3 separate regions of the Mus musculus genome follow, and all the other regions are linked to region 1. Evidence: chromatin contacts called from public Hi-C and HiChIP or PLAC-seq data. All regions are on one chromosome and are shown on one strand. Each heading gives the region's core, a stretch centred on a gene start, on an enhancer-like site or on the middle of the called end of the contact. The rest is flanking DNA. Distances are from core to core; before and after follow the strand shown. Region 1 holds the start of Wscd2 (WSC domain containing 2). Region 2 has its middle 16 kb from the start of Gm46919. Region 3 overlaps 1700069L16Rik (RIKEN cDNA 1700069L16 gene).

Region 1 (3,025 bases), core at 406-2,905:
CCCAAGCACTGGAGGAAGTCAGGGCAGGAACTCAAGCAGGGCAGGAACCTGGAGGCAGGAGCTGATGCAGAGGCCATGGAGAGGTGCTGCTTACTGGCTTGCTCAGCCTGCTTTCTTATAGAACCCAGGACCACCAGCCCAGGGATGGCCCCACCCACAATGGGTGGGGCCCTCCTGCATGAATCACTAATTAAGAAAATGGTCTACAGGTTCGCCCAAAGCCGGGTCTTATGTAGGCGTTTTCTCAACTGAGGCTCCTCCTTCTCTGATGACTCTGGCTTGTGTCAAGTTGACAGAAAACCAGCCAGCACACAGAGAAGGGAAACAGATCCTGAACGTGGTTGGTGTCGTCCCATGGGCTAGAGTCCTCAAGCGGAGCACCTCATTCGCCTCTGCTCCCCAACTGTGGCTTCCCCTCCCTGAAGGACATGGAAGCCAAAGGAAACCTCTTCCTCAGCTGTTTTTGCTGGCTGTTTTGTTGAAGCAACTGGAAGGTAAGAATTATCAAACAACCAATGCAAAATGGGCAGGAGATTTGTATTCCAGGCAATACCAATAGATGAGTTGGGGAAGACTGAGAGATTTCATACTCAGGGTACAAACTTAAGTCCGCATCTTTATACACAGCTCCCTGCTAGGCTCAAACTCACTCCCCCGACCAAGCCCGAAGCCCATTTTCTCTGAGGTAGATATGGATACTGTGTGGCAGCCCACAACCCTCATATGGCCAGCCTAGAAGGTCTGAGCTGCTCCTGTTCATGTAGGGAAACCAAGGCAGCTTGGTCAGAGCCATACCGACAGAAAACAGTTAAGGGGAGAGGACACTTGAACCCCATTCCATTTAGCTCAACAGTCGGCATTCAAAAAAAACACGAAAACCAAGATCTCGGACTGGGGAGGTGGCTCAGCAGATACAACACTTGTTCTGTAAGCTTGAGGGCCTGAGTTCAAATCCCTGGTAGCCACATAAACAAGAGCTCACCCTGTAACTCCAGTGGCCCTAAGACATGCGAAGGGGAGGGGAGAGAGTCCAGGACCCTCGAACGATCATCTGCAAACACAGATGGAGGAGCCACCATCTCAAGCAAGGTAGAGAATAAAGACTGACACCTGAGGTGGTTCTCTGACTTCACGCAAGGCACGGTGACACACGAGTTCATACATGTGGGCACAGGTGTCCATGCACACCACACACACACATACATACACACACACACAATATTTACACCTAAGCCAGACGTAGTGTCTCACACCTTTAAGCTCAGCACTTGAGAGGCAGAGGCAGGTGGACCTTTATGAGTTCGAAGCCAGTGTGCTCTAATGATGTAGAGTTCCAGGACAGCCAGACCTACATAGAGAAACCCTGTCTGGGGGGTGGGGGGGGGTGTTGGGGGGGAGTAAATAAATAAAATAAAATAAAAATATTTACGCCTAGATTTTTCCAGTCGCCCTTGGACCTAACCGGAGCCAAGCTAGATCTGCAAACCAGAAGCCCCTGTGTTCCACTCTTGTCTGATGCTTCTGATCCCCTTCAGGGACCCTCAGTGGAAGTCATCCAGGAGCCGGAGACACACAGCCGGAATTCCAGCAAGCTCAGAGAGGGAGTGTGACAGCCCAGAAGCCACACAGGCAAAACTCAGAGCCTGTTAAAACAACACGCTGAACACCCATCAACAAAACTGTCCTTTGTTGGATTTCTTTGAGCTGCCTGCCGGGCGGGCTCCTGGCCAAGTCTCCAAGCAGCGGCAGCCAGCCCGCACCACGCTCAAGCCAGGCGCCGGCCCTTCACCCCGTCTCGGTGCATTTCGCCGCAGCCCAGGAGCGGGGCTCAGCACACTGCACAGCCCGGATCCCAGGCCTGCGGCGGGCGCGGCGGGAGGCCGGGACGCAAGGAGTTAAGCGCGGGCGGTCGGGCCGGGCTGCGGGGAGGCGGCGGGCGCGGGAGCTCTGGAGCTCGGGCTGCAGACTGCTCCAGCAGGGCCGGGAGTACGGGCGCCCGCGCAGCCCCAGCCTCATACCCCCGGCCTCAGCCTCGCTCAGTCCCAGCCCTGGCTCCGCGCACCACTCTCTGCGCTCCAGGCTCCAGGCTCCCGGCTTCCTGCTCCTCGCTGCGCCCTACCAGGCACAGAGAGCTCGGCGCTTCCCCCAGGTAAGCAGCAGCCACGGGTCCCCAGTGAGCCCAAAGCTGCAGAGAGGTGACAGTCGGCTCCGGGGAGATGACAAACTTTCCTCTGGCCGCGGACGCGTGTGGGGACATCCCTGGGGCTGCCGGAGCAGCGGGGGGCCTTGGATCACACTCTCGCACTCCGCTGCCGGGCCAGCTTCCAGCCTGGGGAGAAGGGGTGAGCGGTGCCTGTGAGCTGGCCTTGGGGTGGTGCCTGCACTGGGGAACCAAGCGGTAGCCAGGGCCCCGCAGCGTGGGCTCTGCGAAGCCCACTTTGCAGACTGGCTTCTGTGGGTCCTTGGGGGGGGCATATGGTAGGAGAAAGCCACTTGCCCCTCTCCCGCCCCCCCCCGTTCAAATGCCAGCAGGCCCAAGTGCCCTTCCAGGAGACCCTCAACTCCTTTCCAGGCCCCCACAGGCACAGCCCACTCCTTGAGATTCCAGAGGGGCTGCCCCTTTAGGGGGAGAAAGAAAGCTTTAAAAAATCAGAGAGAGCTGCCTGCACCCCTCAATGAGAGGAGCAAGCCGCAGGGAAGGGGCCTGAGGGGACCAGGGCTCCTGGTGACCTCTTGCCCAGCCCGTGGCTGCCCACTCTGAGTCCCTGAGGCTGTCCCAACCTAGAGCACTGCTGGCTATAATCCCTTTCTCCCTAGTGAAAGCACACTTCCAAAAGGCCAGTCCTGTGTCCACATGGAAGACATCACTGTCCTCCATTCCTGCCGGGAGGGCTGGGAGTCAGGGGGCATACTGGTTGGTCTTTGGTAGGCTTGAAGTCCGGTAGAGACATAGTGGATGCTCTCTTCTGCCTTGGCCAAGAGCGGTGTTTGGAAGTGATCCCTTGGCCATGGGTCAGCCTTCTAC
Region 2 (3,016 bases), core at 467-2,966, 190 kb after region 1:
GCAGGTGTTAATGTGACAAGAGACAAACGTAAGACCGCAGGACCAGCTGCTGCTTGGCTGTGTGGTCCTGGGTAAGTTATTCACTCCTCTGAGCCTGCTTCTCTGACTATAATAATATCTACATGGTGTCCACTCCAATCTGCACTCACACTAACCCAGGTCAGGACTCCAGCAACCCTCGCCGTCACCCTCACAGGCAGCCACAGCATCGCCCCTTTGCACAGACAGAGCACCTGCAGCCCAGCTAACCCAGCTGAACCAAAGCTTCCAGGTACCTGACCTGGAAGCAATGCTCAATAAACAAAACCAATACTACCACTATTGCTACAGTATCTTTCAGGGCCCCTGTTTGAGCCCAGCAATAAGTGTGTGAGGTTGCTGGGTACTGTGTACTGTACCTGGGGAAACTGAGGCTGAGCAATTAAATGGAGTGCCCACAGCCATGTGCACCTACTAAAAACTTCACTCTGACCTCACGCCCACTCCCTTTGCAAAGCTGTTGATACCCAGACCCACATTCAGGGGTTATGATTTAGGGGTGGTTTTATTTTGTTTGAGACAGAGTTTTGTGCTACATAGTCCTGGCTGGCCTCTAACTTACAGTGGTCCTGTGCCTCCAGAGTTCCAGGATTCAAGCATGTACCATCACACCCAGGCCCAAGTCTAAAGTCGGGTAGACGGACCAAATCCCAGACAGAGAGGCACGGATTCCAAAGGAAAGACTTGGGTTCAAATCCTGCATCTGTCCCTGCCCAGGTGTATGAGGTGGCGAGGCTGTTCACCACAGAATGATGAATGGGATAAAACACAGTGAGACAGTCAGTCATGTGGCACTGAGAGCAAGGAGAGAAAGAGACAGAGACAGACAGAGACAGAGGAGGGGGGCTTTCTGCCCAGTCATGCCACGCAGCAGCTTCTGGGAAAAACGCTTACCTAAGCTTTTTTCCTCTCCTGTACAAGACTCATAGTCCCAGACTGGTGGAGTGGGCCAGAGTTCTGAAAGTCACTTTAGCAACATTCCCCACAGACAGACCACAGCAGGCAGCTGTCACCAGGTCCCCATTTGCCTTGGGAGGTAAGCTGACCCAAGAAGCAAGAAAATGCGCCCAGCCACTTTCTCCCTGACCCAGGAAAGGTTTCTGACCTTCAAGAAAGGCTGAGCTGCCACTGAGCCTCAGGTCACTCTAGAAAGGTTTCTTAAAAAACATTCGAGTGTCTGATTTCTGATCTGGCTGAATCGAGGGCTGAATGGAGATGAACATAGAGCATGCCCAGTGTTTCTAAGCTACAGGCCACTCTACACCTGCCCTGACAGAAAAGGGCCCTGGCTTCAGCCCCCTGCGCTCTCGGAGAGGGGCCTCCCTCCCACACTCACAGCTGCACCAGGATAGGAACAAACCAAGTAAAGATATTTACATCCAGCAGGAAGTTCAGTCAGGAATCCTTTTCTCCTCAAAAGCTTGGGGAAACTGAGGCAGCTCTGTAGCTAAATGTTTCGCCACGTGGGATAAGCAGAAGCAGGTCTCTGATAACGTTCAAGCCGAAAGCATCCTGCCAGACTCTGATGCTGTGATGAAATACCAGAAGCTGGGTCCTTTTTCACATAAGAGGATTATTTTCTGAGTCCTGGAGGCTTGGCAGTGTTGTGGCTACCATCTGCTTGGCTCTCGTGGTGAGGGCCCTAGTGGTAAATGGCTTTATGCCACCAGGAAAGGAAGCAAGAAACAGGAGGGACCGAACTCACCAGTGTGACCATCTGTTCTAGTGGGAACAGAACCAGTCCCGCTAGACTTGACCTGGTCCTCTGAGAGGGCACTGATTCAAAGCTGGAGGCCTCACTACCCAGGCACCTTCCACTAGACCCTGCCTCTCCCGTCAGCATCTGCAGATGAGTTAGTTACTTGTTACGCTACAGTAGCAAGATGGCTGACAGAAGAAATTAAAGGAAGCAAGGGCTTGCAGTTCCCATGGATACAGCCCACCAGGGCCAGGGAGCCATGGCAGCAGGATCCTGAGGAAGTAGGTCACATTGTGTCCACAGTCAGGAAATAGAGAGAGAAGGATGGTGTGAGCCCTAGCTCTCTCCATTCTATGCAGTGTGGCCCTGGCCTAGGAAATGGTGCCACCCACTTTTAAGGGGGCTCTTTGGACCTCTATTTACCTGATCTAGAAAATCCTCTCAACAACTGTGCCCACAGGTGCCTCTTGTATGACTCTACATTTGGTCAAGATGACTATCAAAATAGCATCACAATTAGGGACCAAGTATCTAGCCCTGGAGCCATTTACAGGCCTCCACACCCTTGGGAGCAGATCATGGTAACCCGGCGGCTTTGAGAGGGAATTACAGTGCCCCTGTGGCCTGCTGGGAAGATTTTCAGTGAACAGAAAATGCCAGACAACTCCTCACTTCTGGCTCTTCTGCCTCCCTAACCGGAAGTTTTAGTGAACCCCGCCAGGCTCTCTAATTGCAGCCACCATAGCCACCTTCATGCAGCTTAAGGAAAAGATCTCACACGTCTAACCCAAGGTCAGGGCAGAGGACACGCAGCACATTTTCCCAGCATCTGTGGAACAAGCTTTGCCCTTTATCAGTGTGTCCTGCCCTCCATCACTCCCTCCCCAATGCTATTAAGCGGTTGAGCCTTGCATCTCCATAAGCAGCAAGGTAGGGAGGAGAGAAAACAGCAATTTCCGAAGGATTTGAGACCATGTAATTTCCTTTCCCCGCTGGCACTGTCCTCTCTTCTCTCGCGGAGCACAAGCGAGCGTGAGTGTCCTTCAGTAGTCAATGACTCCAACGTCTGAGAAGCCTGCCCTGACTCTCCCGAGGGGAGTTGTGGGAGTGCCTCCATCATTCTTGTTTAGCTCTCCTGGCACTGGAGGGGCGAGGGCTCCTGGCACTGGAGAGGCGAGGGCTCCGCTGAAGAGCCCTCAATGTCAAAACAATCCCAGCCACTGCAGGAAGCCTGTCTTTATTTATGCCTGCCTACCGGGGCTGGAGAGATGGCTCAGT
Region 3 (2,771 bases), core at 67-2,566, 210 kb after region 1:
TCAGCGGTTAAGAGCACTGACTGCTCTTCCAGAGGTCCTGAGTTCAATTCCCCAGCAGCCACATGACGGCTCACAATTATCTGTAATGGGATCTGATGCCCTCTTCTCAAAAAGAGAAGAAGAAAGAAGAGCCAGGGACCAGCAGAAGCTGATCCTTAAAAAGGCAGGACAGGTCCTATAGATACTTCCATCCTAGATATCAGACTTCCAGAGCTACACAAGGTTAAATCCGGTCCCCTTTAACCCACCCACTTGGACAGTCCTAAGACACAGTTTAATCCAGTACCCAGCATGTGGGCCACTCCCAGGAAGCAATTGTGAAGGCAGGTACAAATCTCTAAGCTGGGAGCTGACCTGGCTGGGCTTAGAAATAGTGCTGCCAGCTCTCTCTCTCTCTCTCTCTCTCTCTCCCTCTCTCTCTCTCTCTCCCTCTCTCTCTCTCTCTCTCTCTCTCTCCCTCTCTCTCTCTCTCCCTCTGTGTGTGTGTGTGTGTGTGTGTGTGTGTGTGTGTGTGTGTGTGTGTGTGTGTGTGTGTTTTCTTTTCTGGAGACAGGGTTTCTCTGTGTAGCCCTGGCTGTCCTGGAACTCACTCTGTGAGTTTACCAGGCTGGCCTCAAACTCAGAAATCCATTGCCTCTACCTCCCAAGTGCTGGGATTAAAGGCATGCGCCACCACTGCCTGGCTTCTGCCAGCTCCCTTACAGTCATGGTTAGTACTTGGTAGTCTCTCCGGGTCATTGACTGGCTGGCCACTTCTCTTTTATACTGAGGCCCTGCTTTGAATCAGAGGTTCAGTACTGGCTGCTGACACCATCCTCACTTGAGGATGAATTGGGGAACTGGCCTTTTTTTTCTAGTCCTTATCTCCCCCGAGTTTTGACGGACATTTCCCAAGAAGCCACCCAAGCACACCACCCCAATAAAGGGAGAGAGGAAATCTCATAAGAGTCCAAATGGCCTTCATATATTAAGCTACCAGTAAGTGCAGCAGCTCAGGGTTCGCCCCCCTCGTATTCTCCAGACAAGTTCCCGTGTTAATGAATTCTAGATTCTCATTTAATAAATGTTGCGTGGGAAGCCTCGTTATTCGAGGCTTCATCAATCTCCGGCTGGCACACGGACGCCCCTGTGGAAGTACCTGAGATCGATCGAGCATGGGGCTCACGTCCTCGGTCCTCCGCTCTGCCACCTACAAGAATTCAGTAATTGAAAAGACCTTATAAATCAATACAGCCAAATTGAAAACTCCCAGAGAACAGCACATCATTCAGTGGGGGGCGTTTGTCAGGATTTCTCTCTGCCTTCCCAGGAGGGGGAGATGCAGAAGAAGGGCGAGCAGGCAGGAAGACAGCTGTTGTCCCGACCAGGGAAAGGGGTGCTTAGCGCTCGGAGTCCATTTAGCTTTGATTGCTTGTCCGGCCTGGTTTTTTTTTTTTTTTTTTTTTGACTTGGCCTGCAGTCAAACACTAGATTTTACCACTCCAGACAAAGGTTTGAATTTCTTGTAGAAAGATGGAAGTGCAGAGCTGCCTTGGTGCTAATTACACCCTAGGGAGGACCCCTCTCCAGCTAGAACAGAATGCTTGTAGCTCACCAATCGCCAAGCAGAAAGGAAATGGTGTGGAGGCCGGGAGGAACAGGAGGAAGAGGGGGTATGCTTGCCCAAGGAAAAGGAAGGTGTTTGAGAGCTGAAAAAAAAAAACATGAAGGAAATTTGAAACAATAAAAGGAAATCTTATTGTCGATCGGATTAGCCAAAACTAATTGCCCACCCTTGACAAGGCAGAGGGAGGGGGGAGACCTTTCAGCAAACAGGCAAGGGCTGCTCCAAGCCTGCAAGTCCATCCGCCTCGCCTCCTCTCCTACAGAAACATGCACAGACAAAAGGAAAAGCTGGAAGCCTGTGTCGGTCCACAGGGGGGAATAGATAATATTCCCTTAGGTTATTAAAGAGCTCTTTCAAAAAGAAACCAGGTCTCCTCGTGCCCAAGACCTATTTCTAAGTAACTAAGAAAAACTTGCAACAGTCTGTGTGAGTATGTGCACATAGCAAGTGTTCAAATATGGAAGAAAACCCTGTAAGGATGTGCGCAAGCTGTTCAGAAGTAGACCAGGAGGACAGCCTAGACTGATACTTTGTATTCTAGGCAAAGAAGAGGAAAAAAAAATCTAAGGGGGAGGACAGACCGCATTGATACTTTGTATTCTAAGCAAAGAAAAAAAATTTAAGAGAAAAACAATAGAAATAAACAAGAAATGAGGTCTGTAGATAGCAAACACAACCGCCTGCCCCTGCTCTTCTTGATTTTATTTTATTTTTACTAATTATTATTGTATTAGTGCGTGCCCCGAGATACGTGCATGCTGTGGAGGTCAGAGGACAGCTTTCAAGAGACACTTCCACCGCGGGCTACAGAGATCAAACTTGGGCCACACAGCTTATACAGCAAGTGTTTACTGAGCCATCCTTCCTGCCTTGGCCAGGTGGGTCCTCATCTTAACTGTTTAGAAGGCTTTCAGGCATATGACTTGCTTGTTCTCCTTGGTCCCTTTAGGGCTAGCCATGGGGTGTGCAGCCACCAGAAGTCACCCTAAACGAACAGGTCTAGACAATTTCAGGGACTTAGTATAAGACTTTGAGCTCACCCATTCTTGGTGTTTCTGTAAACCTTTCTTTCTGATTTGTTCCCCTTGACGCACACGAGTCCCCTGGCAATGGGTATTGTGCTCCTTCAGCCTTCTGGTTACTGAAGAAACCAAATTAAGAGAAG

Evidence for each region. Hi-C and Micro-C count contacts between places; a contact is called where the count stands out from the background. HiChIP or PLAC-seq counts read pairs in DNA pulled down with a chosen protein or histone mark.
Region 2: a contact with region 1 is called in a Hi-C map of cerebellar granule neurons, with 2.9 times the contacts expected there. The contact joins the enhancer-like site here to the promoter of Wscd2 in region 1. A contact is called at or near these places in 14 of 39 promoter capture datasets (the 3T3-L1 cell line, 3T3-L1-derived adipocytes, the C10 cell line and 9 more), 5 of 484 Hi-C or Micro-C datasets (brain, cerebellar granule neurons, cerebellum and 2 more), 8 of 115 datasets of contacts at active chromatin or transcription factors (SST interneurons, embryonic basal ganglia, embryonic forebrain and 5 more) and 3 of 9 other capture datasets (adipose tissue, liver and pancreatic islet).
Region 3: an H3K4me3 HiChIP or PLAC-seq map of embryonic forebrain shows a contact between it and region 1, with 2.8 times the contacts expected there. The contact joins the enhancer-like site here to the promoter of Wscd2 in region 1. A contact is called at or near these places in 18 of 39 promoter capture datasets (the 3T3-L1 cell line, the C10 cell line, the HPC-7 cell line and 12 more), 4 of 484 Hi-C or Micro-C datasets (bone marrow-derived macrophages, embryonic fibroblasts, embryonic stem cells and 1 more), 11 of 115 datasets of contacts at active chromatin or transcription factors (SST interneurons, VIP interneurons, embryonic basal ganglia and 8 more) and 3 of 9 other capture datasets (adipose tissue, liver and pancreatic islet).

Annotation. Positions count from the first base shown.
Region 1 is chr5:113,488,792-113,491,816 of GRCm38.p6, forward strand. Wscd2 (WSC domain containing 2) reads left to right here and starts at 1,656. Exons shown (of 9, transcript NM_177292.3): 1 at 1,656-2,149.
Region 2 is chr5:113,681,700-113,684,715 of GRCm38.p6, forward strand. No RefSeq gene overlaps it. Among named protein-coding and RNA genes, the nearest start is that of Gm46919, 16 kb to the right of the region's middle. Within about 2 kb of position 1,717, at least 6 of the 459 cell types and tissues checked have an H3K27ac peak or open chromatin away from gene starts, as enhancers often do. A contact at or near this core is called in cerebellar granule neurons and cerebellum, where this site is marked.
Region 3 is chr5:113,702,760-113,705,530 of GRCm38.p6, forward strand. All of the region lies in intron 2 of 1700069L16Rik (RIKEN cDNA 1700069L16 gene), which reads right to left. Among named protein-coding and RNA genes, the nearest start is that of Gm46919, 5.4 kb to the left of the region's middle. Within about 2 kb of position 1,317, at least 14 of the 459 cell types and tissues checked have an H3K27ac peak or open chromatin away from gene starts, as enhancers often do. A contact at or near this core is called in embryonic forebrain, where this site is marked.